2 separate regions of the Mustela erminea genome follow, and region 1 is linked to region 2. A link is a contact called in public Hi-C data. All regions are on one chromosome and are shown on one strand. Each heading gives the region's core, a stretch centred on a gene start, on an enhancer-like site or on the middle of the called end of the contact. The rest is flanking DNA. Distances are from core to core; before and after follow the strand shown.

Evidence for each region. A called contact is a pair of places that touch in the nucleus more often than the background predicts.
Region 1: a contact with region 2 is called in a Hi-C map of spleen, with 2.2 times the contacts expected there. The contact joins the promoter of PDP1 here to the promoter of RBM12B in region 2. A contact is called at or near these places in 2 of 3 Hi-C or Micro-C datasets (skeletal muscle and spleen).

What each region holds. Positions count from the first base shown.
Region 1 is chr16:43,164,325-43,167,276 of mMusErm1.Pri, reverse strand. PDP1 (pyruvate dehyrogenase phosphatase catalytic subunit 1) reads right to left here and starts at 1,526. Exons shown (of 3, transcript XM_032316288.1): 1 at 1,267-1,526; 2 at 422-456. The coding sequence starts at 452.
Region 2 is chr16:43,027,053-43,029,979 of mMusErm1.Pri, reverse strand. It overlaps RBM12B (RNA-binding protein 12B), which reads left to right and starts at 1,302. Exons shown (of 4, transcript XM_032315555.1): 1 at 1,302-1,452.

The DNA.
Region 1 (2,952 bases), core at 277-2,776, 140 kb before region 2:
TGGTGTAAATGGAAAAAAAAAAAAAAAAAGAGCTATACTAGTCATTAAACGTGTCAGAACCTCAGTTTATGTAATCCAATTACATTATATATCCTATATAAAGACTTTTCAGTTTCTCAGCATTTTCTGGAAATGCCTAGCCATTTCATAGCTCCCATTATCTATACAAGAATGAAAAAGCGATTTCCCTCAGAAGACCCTAAGCCTCAAGCCAGCACTTGTTTGATTAGTTTCCTTTGTCCCCACCTGAAAATTGCACTCACTAAGGTAATCAAAGCTATCCAGGTCCAGGACCCTTTTGTCCCCTTTTTCTATCTACCTCACCCCTTAATTCCACGCGACCCACCTAGAACCATCCACGCACAAAATCAGTCACCATCCTTCCTGGGTACCCAACGCAGGTAGTTAAGTGAATACCTACCAATTCGTCTGGGCCCGGGACACACACACATTCTCCTGTCATCACAACACGGAGCCGACAACATCCACAACCCGCGCGGACAGCAGCAGCGACAGCAGCACCGGCCCATTGAAAGCAAGGCAGAGATGCTCATTAGAGGAGGCGGCGGCGGGGGAGGCGGGCACAGAGGAGGGGCGAGCTCTCGCTCCAGCCCCGCGAACGGGGCTGGGGGGGAGGGATGGAGCAGGGAGAAAGGGGAGGAGAGAAGGAAACCAACCAAACAAACCCACCCGGCGAGAGAGTCAGGGACGCAGCCCGAGGCGGCTGGAACCCCAAGCCAGCAGAGATGCGCCCCGGGTCCGGCCCCTCCCTCCAGCCCGGGCGCGGAGCCCACCGGCCCCCGACATCCTCCACCTGCTGCCCACCCCGCCCGGCCCACGCTACGCCGGCTTCGGTCCAGAAGCCTAAGGCAGGGTCCACCGCGCAGGTGGGGTCAGCCTGGACCCCGCGGTGCGTACGGGGGACCCTCAGGCAGAGGGCGCCACGCCGCCGCACCTCCCCGGAGCCAGCCCTCCGGCAGGACCCCACGGCGCCCCCGGCGCTGACAGCGGCTGCGGTCGGCCCGCCCCCCAACCGAGTCCGCACGGCTGCCCCTAGGCGCCGCCACGCCCGCCCGCAGCCCCGACGCCCCCGCGCGCACCTAGCGCTCCGGGGCTCGTCCTCCCCACCCCCAGCTCCGGCCGCCACCCTTCGCACGCCGGCGGCCGCCGCTCCCCAGGCGCGCCGGGCAACCCCCTCACAACTTTGGGCGGGTAGCAGGGGATTCCGGACCCGGCGGCTCGGGAATGGGAGCAGGGAATACGAACCGGGCACGCAGGGGAGGAGCCGCTTCTTCCCGACGAGGAGACGGCAGCAGCAGCGGCGGCACCAACCCGTACTCCTTCCAGGCCACCCGGCTTAACTCCCCGGAGTGCGGCCCCAGGCCCCCAGCTGGCCCACTCCCTGCCCCGCCGGGCCGCCACCCTGCCCCGCCCGAACGTCCGGGCCGGAGCACTTCCCGCCTCCGGATTGGCTGCGCAAGGGCGAGTGGGCGGAGAGGAGCAGAGCTGCCCCAGCCCGAGGCGGGGAGGGGGGGGAGGAAGAACAGCGCGCTCCGCGCCAGCTTTGTGACGTCACGGGGGTCAGACAATCCCTTCCATTCCGAGCGAGCCGCTCATTGGTTCCACGGGCCCGCCTCACGTGACCGCGCCGGTAGCAGGGTGGAAGGTGGGGCTTCGAGGCGCTGGGGACCAGCGACCCGCTAGGCGGGGCGGCTTTGAAGCGGCTGACTACGGGCGGGGTAGGGGGGAAGCTTTGGGGCCCGCTCCAGCATCGCCACAAGCTGGGGTCCCCGTGGACTGGCTGCTCCCAGCCGGAGGAGCTCCCGCGAATCCTTGGCACCTCGGCGGGGGACCGGCCAAGTGCCAGGTGGCCAGGCGGCTGAACCTCCTTGCGCTTTCCTGGTGGCTTCGTAGGGATAGGCTGCGGGGACGACTCGACCAGTTGACGACTCAACCCAGCAGGGAACGGAATTCCCACCGTTTCGCCCTAGCCTAAAATATAAGGCACGGCAGTCCCAAAGTATCTATTGCCCCATCCATTTGCATTCTTTTGCAGATTTTAGAAACATGAAGTCAGATAATGTTTTCTGTCGTTTTCTGGACACCTCTCGGGGTCTAGGGAGAGGAAGCCGGTCTAGGAAGTTGTGAGGAGGGATTTCTTTTCCCCGTAGAGTGGGTGTGTGCTCTGAAGGGCTTTGAAATCACTATTGTCTGTCTCGTTTTCCCTGATTACAAGGAAAGACAATGCAGCCTACAGAAGTGGGAGGAGCCCTGGACTTGGGAATCAGAGGACCAACATCCAAGTCATTTCTGCTCCATGAGACTCTGTTTCTGTGAGTTAAAGTTAGGCTTGCGGTGGCTTTGGCGTTCTGTGATTAAGCAGAAGACAGCCTGAGGGCTTGTTCGTTTGTCTCTATCAGCACATATCCCCTGTTTATGGGAACTCAGTCATTGATAGTGGCCTCTAAAAGCTTCCTTGGAGATGACAGCAAGTTGATCATTGCACTTACCCTGCCTAGTGTTAAAGTTTACTTTGATTTCTTAAGCATATCTGGTTACTAGCCAACAAAGTTCATAAAGTGATGTCAGTTCGATATAAAAACCGCATGTCAATAGCATTGTGGAGTTCTATTTCTATTAGTCTTGCGTTATTTGATTTGTATGTAGTAAAGAAAAAACTTTATATACACGAAACAGTGCCAAGAACAGGTTTTTCATAATTCCCGGATGTTTTCAGCTGCCTCCTCTAGTCTCTAAATAAATTAGAGGAGAACTTTTTTGTTTGGCTCCAACCTGCCCACAAAACTCTTGTAGCTGCTCTAAGTAGACTTCATCCGCATTTAGACTGCCCATCTGCCTCACTTCCCCCTTTCTTTTTTACTTCTCAAATGAGCTTCTCATAATTTTGTAAGCATTCTTCAACATCCTTTTCCCTACTAGTATATGATATTT
Region 2 (2,927 bases), core at 53-2,552:
AACTACTTCTGAAAGTAGTTGTAAGAATACAATGAGATAATGCACAGGGCTTGCCACATAGTAAGCCCTCCATAAACTTTAGCTTTTGAGGTCAGGTTCCCCTAGGACCAAACCCTGGACTGTGGGGAATAATCAAGGCAAATGCTATCTACTCAATGAAACTAGCTTCCCAAAGTGCTATCCTTTGCTTGTATAAGGATCACCCTGACATATGAAACCACTAATACTTACCTAGTCTCAGGTTTTACGCATATTAACTCATTTAATATTTATGGCAAGCCCATGGTGTAGATGCTACTATTATCCCCATTTTACAGATGAGGAAACTGAGGCATGTAGAGGCTAAAAAATTTACCCAAGTGAGTAAATGGTGGCTCTCATTCCAGGAACCACCTTTTATTCACTTGTTAGATGATCTCTTCTCACAATCCTACCAGAGAGATGGAAAATTCATTTTTTTCATCTCCAAAGTGTTCTAAAGATATCGTTTCTGCTTTCTTAGGGAGCTTTGACTCCACCCATAAATACATCATGTAGTTATAAAACTGGTGGTCTGCTTTATTTGCAAAAAAATGAAAACTGGTAGGCTGCTTTATTTGCAAAAAAATGAAATCAAACATAAGGTTGTTCACCACCCATTACGTAGCCGGCATCACAGAACATTTCTGTAATTGTGCTTTTCACTTACCATTTTTTCAAGGTTGGTCTGTCTCATGTTTCAAAAAACTGGAAAGTAGGAACAACAAACAAAAAAAATTGCTTCGCAAAGTTCTTAGTGTCTATAAATTCGGCATAATTTAATATAATATAAATAGGCATGCATTTATTAAGCTCCCTGGGTGTTGGCATCGTATCTGCCAAACATCTAAGGCAATAAAACATTTTTAATCCCCTTTCAGATTTTATAAAGAGCCTTTCAGAAGATGCTTGCGCCACACGATTACTGCAGAGCTGAAGACAGAAAGAAATTGTCAACTTTTCTCTGCTTTTGTATCTCCTTCCTTAACTCCTGGAAATCACGAACGTTTGTGCAACGTACCTCAAGAGTTATTTGTTGAAGCTTCTCATTACCACAATGAGTCGACTCCGAACTTTGTCTAGGAATATCGCCTCTCTTTGGTGGAGACTCCCGGATTGGATGGAATCTGAGCATGCGCAGAAGCTCACCAAACCCAGGGCGGGACGGCGCGCTCGCGGGCTCCGCCTCCCTTCCCCTGACAACGGGAAGCGGGTGAGCGTCAAGACGCCTGCGCAAACGTGGCCGGGGCGCCGGGGTGGTGGGTTACGCCTGGAGAGCGCATGGGCAGACAAACTGTACGTCCGTTTGTCCGGAGCGGAGGGGAGAGTGGGCGCCATCTTCTTCTAGGCTCACTGAGGGCTCCACCTGGGCAGGCTGCTGCGACGAAGAGTGTCCCCCGACTCCGGCCTTGTGTGTCCGACTCGGCAGCAGTGGTGTGTGTTTATTACCAAGTGCGAAGCAGTTACCCTTCGGGCGTCGGGGGTGGGGAGGGGTTTGGCGATGGGGACGGAAGAACAGGGAAAGGCGGGGCCCGCAGCCGCGCCAGGAGCTAGCGCAGCTTCTGCCGTTAGGGCACCCTCATTCCTTGCTAAACACCGACTCTCCCGTCAGTCCCCATGTGGTGTTGTGTGCGCGCTGCCCAGTTTTCTTAAGAGTGAAGATATCGAAGGATTTCATAGGTATTTTTTTTTTCTTTGCTATGTCATCGTAGTCAGTGGTGGCAGAAAAGCGCTGAAGGCCCAGCTTGTTAGGCATGAGAGTGGCCCAAAGTGTTTTGAGTTAGGTATGGGGCAGTACACCGTGTGGCGAGTTAGGGTGGAGTGTTTGCCCTTGGGACAGCGTAACGGAAAGGCACGGAGGTTGGGCGGTCCAGGTTAATTTGAAGGCTGATTGTGGCTGAAGGTCTGGCGACAGCATCGGATCCCACGTAGCAACTTTGGCCTGGCGCGAAAGAAGGAAGCTCTGACCCCTGGGAGTATGGACAAAGGCTTTGGGCTATAGAAGCAATGCCTTCGGATGATCCCCATTTGAGGATGATGGATATTATGGGAAATCCTGTGCCGTGTGGATTCGTCTTCATTTCCAGTTCCCCTTAAGGACTATGGTTCTGTGTCGTCATACCTTTGGTTTTTATTTTAACCATCTACATTATAAAATGATAAAAGGCAGATCTTCATAAAGAATAATTGCGGACTGGGCCAGATTATTTTCGGCAGGGGAAACTCCTGTGTTTAGGATTTCATCATAACTTTGGGTTTTAAAGAACAGTCATTTTCTTTCCCCCACCATATCTGGAAAATGACTTGTTATTCGCTAGTTAAAATCAAATAGGTCTGAGATAATAATACCTATTTAAATTTAGTCTCTTGTGCCCTTCAGACTTGATTAGAAGATGCACATTTTGTATTGTTTAGTGGATAATGGTGATCAAGTGGGATGAATCCTGGATAAAATCAGCAAGATTATTTAAAATGAACTTACAAATTTCAGTGAGTTGCCCTTAAAGGAGCTTTTAAGGACTCTCTCACTTATATCTTTTCATAGGTTAGAAGTTCTAACATCATGGTCTTTAAATCAACACAGTCAAAAGAATACGTGTGTTGCCTTCATAAGTAGAAAAAATTTTAAGTGCAGTGACCTTTGGGTATTTTGTGTATTTCGATTTTTGTGTAATGTTCTTAGGGTGGAATTGCTGAGGAGTTTGCTTAAGGAAATAACATGGAACCACAGGAAAAGTGCTCATTTTGAGAACTGGTCTCTTATAGGTGGTCTCTCAGGTGTGTCGTTGAGAGAGAAAATAGTACGTTTCCCTCCCATCCGAAGGGCAGAAAAGTTAGGTGTTAGTTATACGTGACAAATTAGAAAAAAATACTTTATATTGTCTGTTTGAATAGGAATCATGAGATTT